Regions from separate parts of the Canis lupus genome. Here region 2 is linked to region 1. The links are chromatin contacts, called in public Hi-C maps. All regions are on one chromosome and are shown on one strand. Each heading gives the region's core, a stretch centred on a gene start, on an enhancer-like site or on the middle of the called end of the contact. The rest is flanking DNA. Distances are from core to core; before and after follow the strand shown.

The links. A called contact is a pair of places that touch in the nucleus more often than the background predicts.
Region 2: a contact with region 1 is called in a Hi-C map of skin fibroblasts, with 5 times the contacts expected there. The contact joins the promoter of DMAP1 here to the enhancer-like site in region 1. A contact is called at or near these places in 3 of 9 Hi-C or Micro-C datasets (amygdala, blood and skin fibroblasts).

What each region holds. Positions count from the first base shown.
Region 1 is chr15:15,809,350-15,814,333 of UU_Cfam_GSD_1.0, reverse strand. All of the region lies in intron 2 of RNF220 (E3 ubiquitin-protein ligase RNF220), which reads left to right. Among named protein-coding and RNA genes, the nearest start is that of TMEM53, 78 kb to the right of the region's middle. Within about 2 kb of position 3,238, at least 2 of the 20 cell types and tissues checked have an H3K27ac peak or open chromatin away from gene starts, as enhancers often do.
Region 2 is chr15:16,177,366-16,182,321 of UU_Cfam_GSD_1.0, reverse strand. DMAP1 (DNA methyltransferase 1-associated protein 1) reads left to right here and starts at 2,295. Exons shown (of 11, transcript XM_038558303.1): 1 at 2,295-2,387; 2 at 2,549-2,698; 3 at 3,070-3,161; 4 at 3,416-3,611. The coding sequence starts at 2,594. It also overlaps the pseudogene LOC100684830.

The DNA.
Region 1 (4,984 bases), core at 1,989-4,488:
GCTGGTGGGGGCAGGGTGGAGAGCCCCAGGGCGCAGCTGGTAACAGGCTGTGCCTGGCCAGGCCACCCAGCTCCCCCCGCCTCACGCCCTCTCTGCACAGAACCTCCAGCCCAGCCCCCCACACAGCTGCCTTCCTCATGACACAGGCCTGTGTTGTCCTGATGACCATTGACCACTCTGCCTGGGGGAGGGTTCGGCCTGTGTGGAAGGAGGAGCCCTAGAGCCAGTGACCAAGGGTACCCCAAGGTTCCCAGGCTGTCAGCCTGGGCCCCCTACACTCCTCAGCCTGCAGCGGCCCCTGGCACCCCCACTTCCAGGCAGGGCAGGGAGGCATGCTGACACCTAGCCGTGCGGATCTTTGTGCTTCAGGCTGTGCATGCTGATTCATTCCTCAGAGCAACCTGGGAGCCTAATAGCATTACCCTCAGCCTCTAGGTGTGAGGAAGTGGAGACTCACGTAGAGTAAGGCCCTTGCCCAAAGGGTGCGTGGCTGGTAATGCTAAGGTAGGTTTCGGGACCAGATCTCTGACTCCAAAACTCACGTTCCACCCACCAGGCTCCTTACTCCTACCGCCTACCTTTAGCCCACCCCTGGCCTGGAAGAGAATGCCAATGTGGAAACGAAAAAGACACAAGCTTGAGGAGAGGAAAATGTTTCTGGTGGGGGGATCGGGTCTAGAGCTGCGTGGTTAAGGGTCATGGGAGCCCAGCCGACAGCCACAGAACAGATCCAGGAGCAGGGCCTACCCAGTCTCCTGCCCCCACTCCCACCCCCCTTCAGTTCCCACACTCAACAAGGGGAAGCTAGGCCTCCTCCTCTGTTCCCTCCATGCCCTAGACCCCCCAGAGGGTCTAAGACCCTACCCTTCTCCCCACTCAGTCTCTGTTTCCTGATAGGGATTGCTTTGGCCGGATGTGTTTAATGTGGTTAGGATACAGCACCGGACCAAAGAAGCCAAAGTTTTCTTTTTTTTTTTCAAAGTTTTCATTTTTGTAGTCTTTTTTTTTTTTTTCAGTAGGCTCCATGTCCAACATGGGACTTGAACTCACCACCCTGAGATCAGCAGTCACACGCTGTGCCCACTAAGCCAGCCAGGCATCCCAAGAGATTCATTTCTAAGCTTACCAGCAGCAGACTTTGGACAAGTACTTTCACCTACCCCGATCTACAGAGACTTTCCCTACCTCAGGTGCTAAATATCCCGGGATATTAGTAATAACAACAGCAGCAATAATGATAGCAAACACTTGACATAAAGGGCTTAGATGTGCCAGGAACTACTCAAATGACTTGATGCATAACCCTGTGAAGCAGCTACTTCTATTCTTCCTATTTTACAGATGAGAAAACTGAGGCACAGGGGAGTGAAGGAATTTTTCCAAGGTCTCCAAAAGGGTCTTTTCCCATAAATGGTTGATGAGAAGTGATTTGTAAAACTATAGAGTTACTTTGTTTTTTGTTTTTTTTTTTTAAAGATTTACATTGGGGCAGCTCTGGTGGCTCAGGGGTTTAGCGCCGCCTTCAGCCTAGGGCGTGATTCTGGAGACCCGGGATTGAGTCCCATGTCAGGCTCCCTGCATGGAGCCTGTTTCTCCCTCTGCCTGTGTCTCTGCCTCTCTCTCCTTTCTGTGTATTCTCATGAATAAATAAATAAATCTTAAAAAAAATAAAGATTTATTCATTTATGATAGACACAGAGGGAGAGAGAGGCAGAGACACAGGAGGAGGGAGAAGCAGGCCCATGCCAGGAGCCTGCTGTGGGACTCGATCCCGGGACTCCAGGATCGTGCCCTAGACCAAAGGCAGACGCTAAACTGCTGAGCCACCCAGGGATCCCCTATAGAGTTACTTTGTAAACGTGGACATGTTCTAGAAACTAGTTTTCCTACGTAGAGCTACGTATAAATGGAGAAGGGGAGTGCTTTTTATTTTTTATTTTTTTTTAATTTTTTAAATTTATTTATGATAGTCACAGAGAGAGAGAGAGAGAGAGAGAGAGAGGCAGAGACACAGGCAGAGGGAAGAAGCAGGCTCCATGCACCGGGAGCCGGATGTGGGATTCGATCCCGGGTCTCCAGGATCACGCCCCGGGCCAAAGGCAGGCCCTAAACCACTGCGCCATCCAGGGATCCTGGGGAGTGCTTTTTAAAGGCAGAAGTGTTTGACACAGGTAGAAGTATTTTTTGTTATTCAGTGCCTCACGGTGTGAGAAATGGTTCTTCTCTGATTTGAGCCACTCCTGCACCCCAGAGTTGGAGAGTGGGTCACAGTGGGTAGTCCACCAGGGCAAAACCAAATAATTCCTATTTATAGTTGCATTCTTTCTTTAAAAATCACAAAATGGGGGGAACCCTGGGTGGCCCAGAGGTTTGGCGCCTGCCTTCAGCCCAGGGCGTGATCCTGGAGTCCTGGGATTGAGTCCCACATCCGGCTCCCTGCATGGAGCCTTCTTCTCCCTGTGCCTGTGTCTCTCCCTAATAAATAAATAAATCTTTAAAATAAAAATCACAAAATGTCCGACCTGTAATAATCAGCTTCTGTCGTTCCCGAGAGGACCAGATAGTAGACAGAGCTGGGAAAAGAGGAGGGCCTCTCAGAAAAACCTTGATTCAGGAAAAAAAAAAAAAAAAAAAAGCCCTAGAGGGTGCTTTGCTTGCTTCACTCCCCAGCACGCGCGCGCGTGCACACACACACACACACACACACTATATCCTCCTTTTTCACCTGCAATCAGGCTGGGCTAATGGATATACTTCCTCCCTGCCTTCTCCAACACCCCAAAAAATGGAGCCTTTAGGACGGAGAATATAGACCAAGGACAAGATTTCTCACTCTCTCCAGCAGAAAGGAAACTTCCAGAAAATGTGTGGGAATGCCTACCCTCAACCAGGCTGCTAAATTGCTTTTTCCCTCTGCTTGGGGCAAACGCCTGAGCTCTGCTGCTAAGGCGGGCCTGGACCAGCTTGATGAGGCAATTGTTCTCAGATCCTATTGCCCCACTGTTCTGGCTCAAACTGGTCTCTAGAAGAGTATGGCAGGGGGCCAGGAAGATTATCGGGGAGGCTGGGGGGACATTCAGTCCTGGGACAGGCCTGAAGCAATGGATGGTACAATTGTTGGATTTAGATTAAAGGGGCACGAGAGCTGGGCTGAGGCTGGTGTCAGGATATAGCTCTGACGGTGGGAACTGGGGTTATTTTGGGAAATTGGGAGTAGATTCAGGTTTAGGTTTAAATTTAGGAGTTGAGCTAGGTGGTGAGGCTGGGCAGACTCAGAAGACTGGAGTTAGATTTTGCTTCAGAGCTTCCCTGTAGACTGCCTGCTTCGTGCTGGTCTCCAAAAAGATGGAATCTCTACTAGGTACCCCATCCTCTGGTCTGGGATCTTTGTCGAGGAAGTGGGAGTGAGGGTGAGTGTTGGCTCTGGAAGGGAGGACAGACAGGGTCCCCCAGCTAGGGAGCTGTCTCCCCTAGGACCTTGCTACTCAGAGGGTGGTCACAGACCAGCAGCATCAGCTTTACCTGCGAACTCTTTAGAAATTCAAATAAAAAACAGTAATTCATGACTCCTGGGTGGCTCAGCGGTCAAGCGTCTGCCTTGGGCCCAGGGTGTGATCCTGGAGTCTTGGGATCGAGTCCCATGTCGGGCTCCCTGCAGGGAGCCTGCTTCTCCCTCTGCCTGTGTGTCTCTTGCCTCTCTCTGTGTGTCTCATGAATGAATAAATAAAATCTTAAAAAAAAAAATCTTTGGGACCCACCTCAGAGCTACCAAATCCAAATCTACATTTTAACGTGAACTTCCAAGAGTTCTGTTCACTTAAAGTTTGAGAAGCATCCGGGAAGCTTTTCTGGCAGAAAGGAGAGAGGCCAGGGCAGGAAGGCCAGAGGGCGTGGAGCCCCAGGGCCTCCTCCAGGGCCCCCTGCCAGGCACCCCCTCCCACTGCTGGAGCCACAGCGACACCTACTGGCCACGGGCACCTAGGCCACCCCCTCCAGGACATCTGGACCCCACGGTCCCGCCCTGCCTGGCCTCTACCCTGAAGCTGGCTTTCCTGAGATCTGGGGCTCTGACTTCCCCAGCTAGGCTGGAGCAGATGTAGGATGGACCCGGGCTTCAAATGGGTCAGGGCTGCATGCGGGCCAGGGCCCTGAGGCCTCCGTGTGAAGAAGGCAGGGCAAGTACACGGGTGCACAGGGCTCAGGACACACCCCGATCCCTGGTGTGCTCTCCACACTCAGCGACACAGAGCACATGCGTGCCCTCTTCTCCAGGCCCTCAGCCAAACGGGCAGGGTGCCACTTCCTAGTCCAACCAGCCTACAGCTGCTGCCCATCAAGGAGGTGGGATTTGAACCCATGTCTGAACGACTCTTCCCGGAAGCAGTCTTTTAGGAACTACAATTGAAAAGCAACTCGGAGAAGGCGAACAGCTAGGATATTTCTGGTGCAGGGTGGTGGTTGCTGGAGACTGAATTCCCGTGACAGGATTCTAGGTCAAAAGGGTAGACTGAGGCCAAAGGGCAGAGAAGTGAGAGGACGGGGAAGGAAGGCAACTCATTTCAAGGTAGGGCTCAGCTGACCCACCCCAGGGGACCTGACTGCTCCGGAGGGCCCTTGGCCCAGAGGGCACCCCCTCCCCACCCCGGGTGGGGAGAGAAGAGCCTCCTCTGGGTACCAGTCACCCCCTCACTCCCCTTCCTAGTCCCAGTTATTGTTGAACCCACACACCCCAGCCCCACCCTGGGCTGCTCTCAACTATGAGAAGGGGTTTGCTTGGGAACTAAATGATTGTGATTGCCCACCAGTGTCTGCCATTAGTGGTGATTAGTTAAAACATCAGAGTCTAAACAGTCAATTGGCTCTAATAATTAATACTATGGCTCAGCTGTGACTGTGAGCGCACGAGGTAAGAGAGAGGAAAAAGAGAGGGGGAGACAGGATGGGCAGGGCAACCTCAGCTCTGTAGCTACTACTTCTTGACCCA
Region 2 (4,956 bases), core at 1,046-3,545, 370 kb before region 1:
TCAGCTTCCCCAGGGGATGAGAAGCTCTGGACCGGTCATCCGGGGACCTTCCCAATGCCATCAGCTACTTGTTATTCTTCCTGCCTGAAACATTCCTTCTCCAGGTATGCTGTGCGGCTGCTTGCAGCAGTTAAACCTCAGCTCAGATTTCGGGGAAGGTTTCCCTGACCGCACTACTAAAGTAGTCCCCTATCCTATTACCCTATTTTATTTTTTTCGTAGCTCTCGTCACCATCAAAATGTACATTGTTTTATTGTTTATATGCTCAGTGTTTCTCTTCTCCCACTAGATATAAGCCCCACCCAGGGACATTTGTATTTCATTCACCCACTGCATCCCCAGAGCCTAGAACAATGCCTGATACACACATATATTTACATACCATGATTCTCATGGAAAAAATCTATCAGGGGTAGGGCACCTGGGTGGCTCAGTCAGCTAAGCATTGGACTCTTGATTTCAGCTCAGGTCGTGATCTCAGGGTTGTGAGATGGAGCTGGCATCGGGCTCTGCACTGGGCATGAAGCCTGCTGAAAATTCTCTCTTGCTCTCTCCCTCTGCTCCCCCACTACACCCTCACTCATGTGCTTTCTCTCTCTCAAAAAAACAAAAACAGGGATCCCTGGGTGGCGCAGCAGTTTGGTGCCTGCCTTTGGCCCAGGGCGCGATCCTGGAGACCCGGGATCGAGTCCCACATCGGGCTCCCGGTGCATGGAGCCTGCTTCTCCCTCGGCCTATGTCTCTGCCTCTCTCTCTCTCTCTCTCTCTCTGTGACTATCATAAATAAATAAAAATTAAAAAACAAACAAAACAAAAACAAACACCCCCAATAAATTTCAAAACAAACTCTTTTTGGGGAGATATATATTAAACAAATAATTACACAACTAACTACAAGTAGAGTCAAGTGTTTGAGGCAGAGGTGCAGGACTCTTTCCCATTGCTCTGTCCACTTCTGGCTGCAAGGACCATTCTCTTCTCCTGTGGGCAATTTCTGTAGCAAGACACTGGCTTTGCCTAGGAACTGTCTAGAGCCCACAGGTTTCACCCAGGAATCAGGTCTCTGGAAGAGGGCAAGGTTTCTACCTCCAGGCCCAGTTCTCCAAAGTTGTGGGGTGTAGCTGGGCTTGCAGCTGCAGCTGCTGTGTCCCTGTCTCCTCCAAGCCAGAAGAGGCTGCACACGGAGAGTTAACTTGCAGAGGCTGTGTGCCCTCCCGTCCCTGCTTGGTTCCTTGGCAGGCCGGCCTGGGGTGTGGTCTCCCCAATGCCTTAGGAAGCCTTCTTCCATGTTTGCAGGCGGGGATGCTGAGGCTGAAGTCTGAGCGCCTTTCTCTTTCCTCCTGCCCTCCTCAGGCGGTCCTGTTCTAGACATCTCTCTCTCCAGGGAGATTAGTTTCTTCCCTCAAAAGAGTTGTTCTTCTTCTTTTTCTTCAAGATTTTATTTATTCATGAGAGACACACAGAGAGAGGCAGAGACACAGGCAGAGGGAGAAGCAGGCTCCATGCAGGGATCCCCATGGGGGACTCGACCCCGGGACCCTGGGATCACGCCCTAAGCCAAAGGCAGACGCTCAATCCCTGAGCCACCCAGGTGCCCCTTGAAAAGAGACTTGTTGGGGCGCCTGGGTGGCTCGGTTGGTGGCCTCCTACGGTGACCCGGGGGGCCTGGGATGAGCCCCACAGCGTGCTCTCTGCTCAGCGGGAGTCTGCTTCTCCCTCTCCCTCGGCCTGGTGCTCCCCCTGCTTGTGCGCTCTGTTAAATAAATAAAATCTTAAAAAAAAAAAAAAATCAAAGAGACTTCCTCCCTGCCCCCTGCTTGGCTGCAGTGCAGGCCGCCGCCGCCGGGATGCCCGCCCTGACCCGCTGGTCTCTTCGTCTCGGGCGCTCAGCGCCGGGCCTGGTACACGCTTAGCATTTCAGGGACAGGGGCGATTAACACCACTGATTCATTTAATAAAAAAAATTTTTTTTTTTTTAAACGTGCCAGGCTACTTGCTGATGTGTTGCGTGGACTGTCGGTGCCTCATTTAAGCAGGTGCCAGCACGATTTCCGTTTCGCAAGCGAGACGGGTGCGGAGGAATCAGGCGACTTGCAAGGTCACCGAGCGCTGTTCCTGCGGCGCAGGGCGCGGCGGAGCTACGGCGAGGCAGGGACGCCGGGGGCGCCGGGGGCGCCGGGGGCGCCGGGGGCCCGGGAGCCGAGGCCGCGAGCCGGGGCCCCGCAGGGTGCGGCTTCCCCGCGAGGCTGCCAGCCGGCCCCATTTCCGCGCAGCGCACACCGGAAGTGCTCCTGCCGGCGGAGTTTCGAGGGCGCACGGCCGGAAGTTTCTGTCCGCGGGTCTGCGGGGAGAGGCGAGCGGCGGCGGCGGCCGTCGGGGGATCCGGGTGCGGAGGCTCTGGGCCTGGGCGGCGGGCCGGGCCGCGAGGGAGACCCCGGCGGAGCCCCGCCCCGCGCCCGCTGCCCTCCCGCCGGCGGCCCGCCTCTCCCCGCTCCCGGGGGGCTGCAGTGGCTCCGCCCCCCTCACCCGAGCCTGCTCCCTCCCCAGGCGCTGACCCCTGACCTCGGGGCGCTCCCCCTGCTCTCCGGCGCGATGGCCACCGGCGCGGATGTGCGGGACATCCTGGAACTCGGGGGCCCAGAGGGGGACGCAGCCTCCGGGACCATCAGCAAGAAGGACATTATCAACCCGGACAAGGTGGCGGGGCGGCCGGGAGCCTTGGGTCCTGGGAGGGGGGCGGGGGGCAGAGCGGTGACGTCAGGGGACGGAGACCGTGTGCTGCCTCGGCGAGGTGTGGGGCACGCGTGGGAACCGGCGCGACCCCGTCAGCGATGAGCGGAGCAGCAGAGACGCTTGTGGGGTCGGGGGGTGGTGGCCCCAAGTCGCTGCCACCTGCCGAGAGGCGGTGGAAACGGATCTCCTAGTCGGACGGGTCGGAGGAGTGCCCCCGGGCGCGCTTTCATAGCCCGCCCTTGCCTGTGGCGGGGATTGAGCTCTAGCCTAGCTAGAGAATTTCAGGGAAGGAGGGGTCCAGGCTGTGCTTCCTATCCTGTGGCTTCCCTTCTCAGAAAAAGTCCAAGAAGTCCTCCGAGACACTGACCTTCAAGAGGCCCGAGGGCATGCACCGGGAGGTCTACGCGCTGCTCTACTCCGACAAGAAGCAAGTATTGGAACCCCACAGCCCCGGGCCTGGTCCCCCCTCCCCCGGCGTGCCCCCGTCTCCTGGTTTTCTCTGCTAGTTCTCTCCCTGCCGGCCCTCCCCGGCCAAGCCTCCCATTTGCTTAGCAGGGTGCAGGAGGAGCCCAGGCTTCCCACTCCAGGATGCGACTTCCTCTAGGGTGGCTCAGCCTGGGCCCAAAGGTTCCCTACACACCTCCGACTCTAAGCTCTCATCTCTCCGAACCTTGCTGCCAGGGATGCACCCCCGCTGCTACCCAGTGACACTGGTCAAGGCTACCGCACGGTGAAGGCCAAGCTGGGCTCTAAGAAGGTGCGGCCCTGGAAGTGGATGCCATTCACCAACCCAGCCCGCAAGGATGGAGCTATGTTCTTCCACTGGCGACGGGCAGCTGAGGAGGGAAAGGACTACCCCTTCGCCAGGTTCAATAAGGTGAGCCACCGCCATTCAGACGTGGGCCAAGGTTGCTCACCCCCTCTGAGCGCCTCCTGTGAGCTCTCAGCCTCCTGGGGTTGGCTCCAGAGGCGCACTCAGTCTGTGTCTCAATCACGGCTACCGGCTCCGTCCACATGACAACTGCCTGCCAAGTGAGACTTTGTGGGTCTCTTCTGCCTGTGGGATCCTGTCCTTCCCTGGACCTGGTCTGGTTTTTGGTGGCTTTTCTTGGCCCTTCAAATGTTGCTGTTTGGTTCCTCGGAGCTGTGTCCTGGTCTCTCTGCACTTTCTCCCTAGCGTGTCTCATTTTCTCTGTGGCTTCAGTTGCCCCCTGTATGCCAGGGACCCCACCTAATATCTCTAGGCCAGAGTGATAACAGTCATTTACTTAATGTCTCTCTCTGAAGGCCCCGCAGGTACTTCAGATCAAGTGGGTATCCTTGAGCAGAACTCATCCATTCCCTTTCTTTCTCACTTTTTTTTTTAAAGATTTATTTATTCATTCATTCATTCATTCATTCATTCATTCATTCATGAGAAACACAGAGAGAGAGAGAGAGAGAGGCAGAGACACAGGCAGAGGGAGAAGCAGGCTCCATGCAGGGAGCCTGATGTGGGACTCGATCCCCAGTCTCCAGGATCACCCCCTGGGCTGCAGGCGGCGCTAAACTGCTGCGCCACCGGGACTGCCCTTCTTCCTTACTCTTATCAGTGAATGTCACCACTGGTTATCCAGCTGCCCAGACCCGAAACTTGGGAATCATCCTTGACTTCTCCTATAGTCTCCCAATTATTTCAGTCAACAACAGGACAGAGGAGGTAGGGAAAGATAGATAACAAACACGGGAGCAAATAAATTGGGTTCTTTCAGATAAGAGCCATCAGTAGAATGAAGCCAGATATGAATGGAATATGAAATGAGTTGAGAGTGAACTTGTAGGCTTAGGGGAGGCCTAATTTAGATAAAGTGGTCATGGTGGGCCTCTTTGAGAAGGTGGCACCTGAACTAAATCTCTGCGATATGTGTGGTCATTGAGTCCTCCTGATTCTGTTTCCATAATAAATCACGTCTGCCTTTGTTCTTCATTCCCTGTGCTGGCATCCTAGTCCAAATTGAATCATCTCTGGTCTAGATTGAGGCCCACATAGAGCAGGGCCTTACAGGGCCTTATCCACACTACCCCAGCCAGTGAGAGGCAGAGCCGGGCTAGGCTAGGATTTCCTAGGCTGTTCAAGCCAGTATACAATATGGTGTCACAGTCCCTGCAGCCTGGAGCAGCCTAGACTTGGAGGCTGAAAACAGTAGGGGCCTGATCCCAGGATTTCAAGTCCCTCAGGCCAG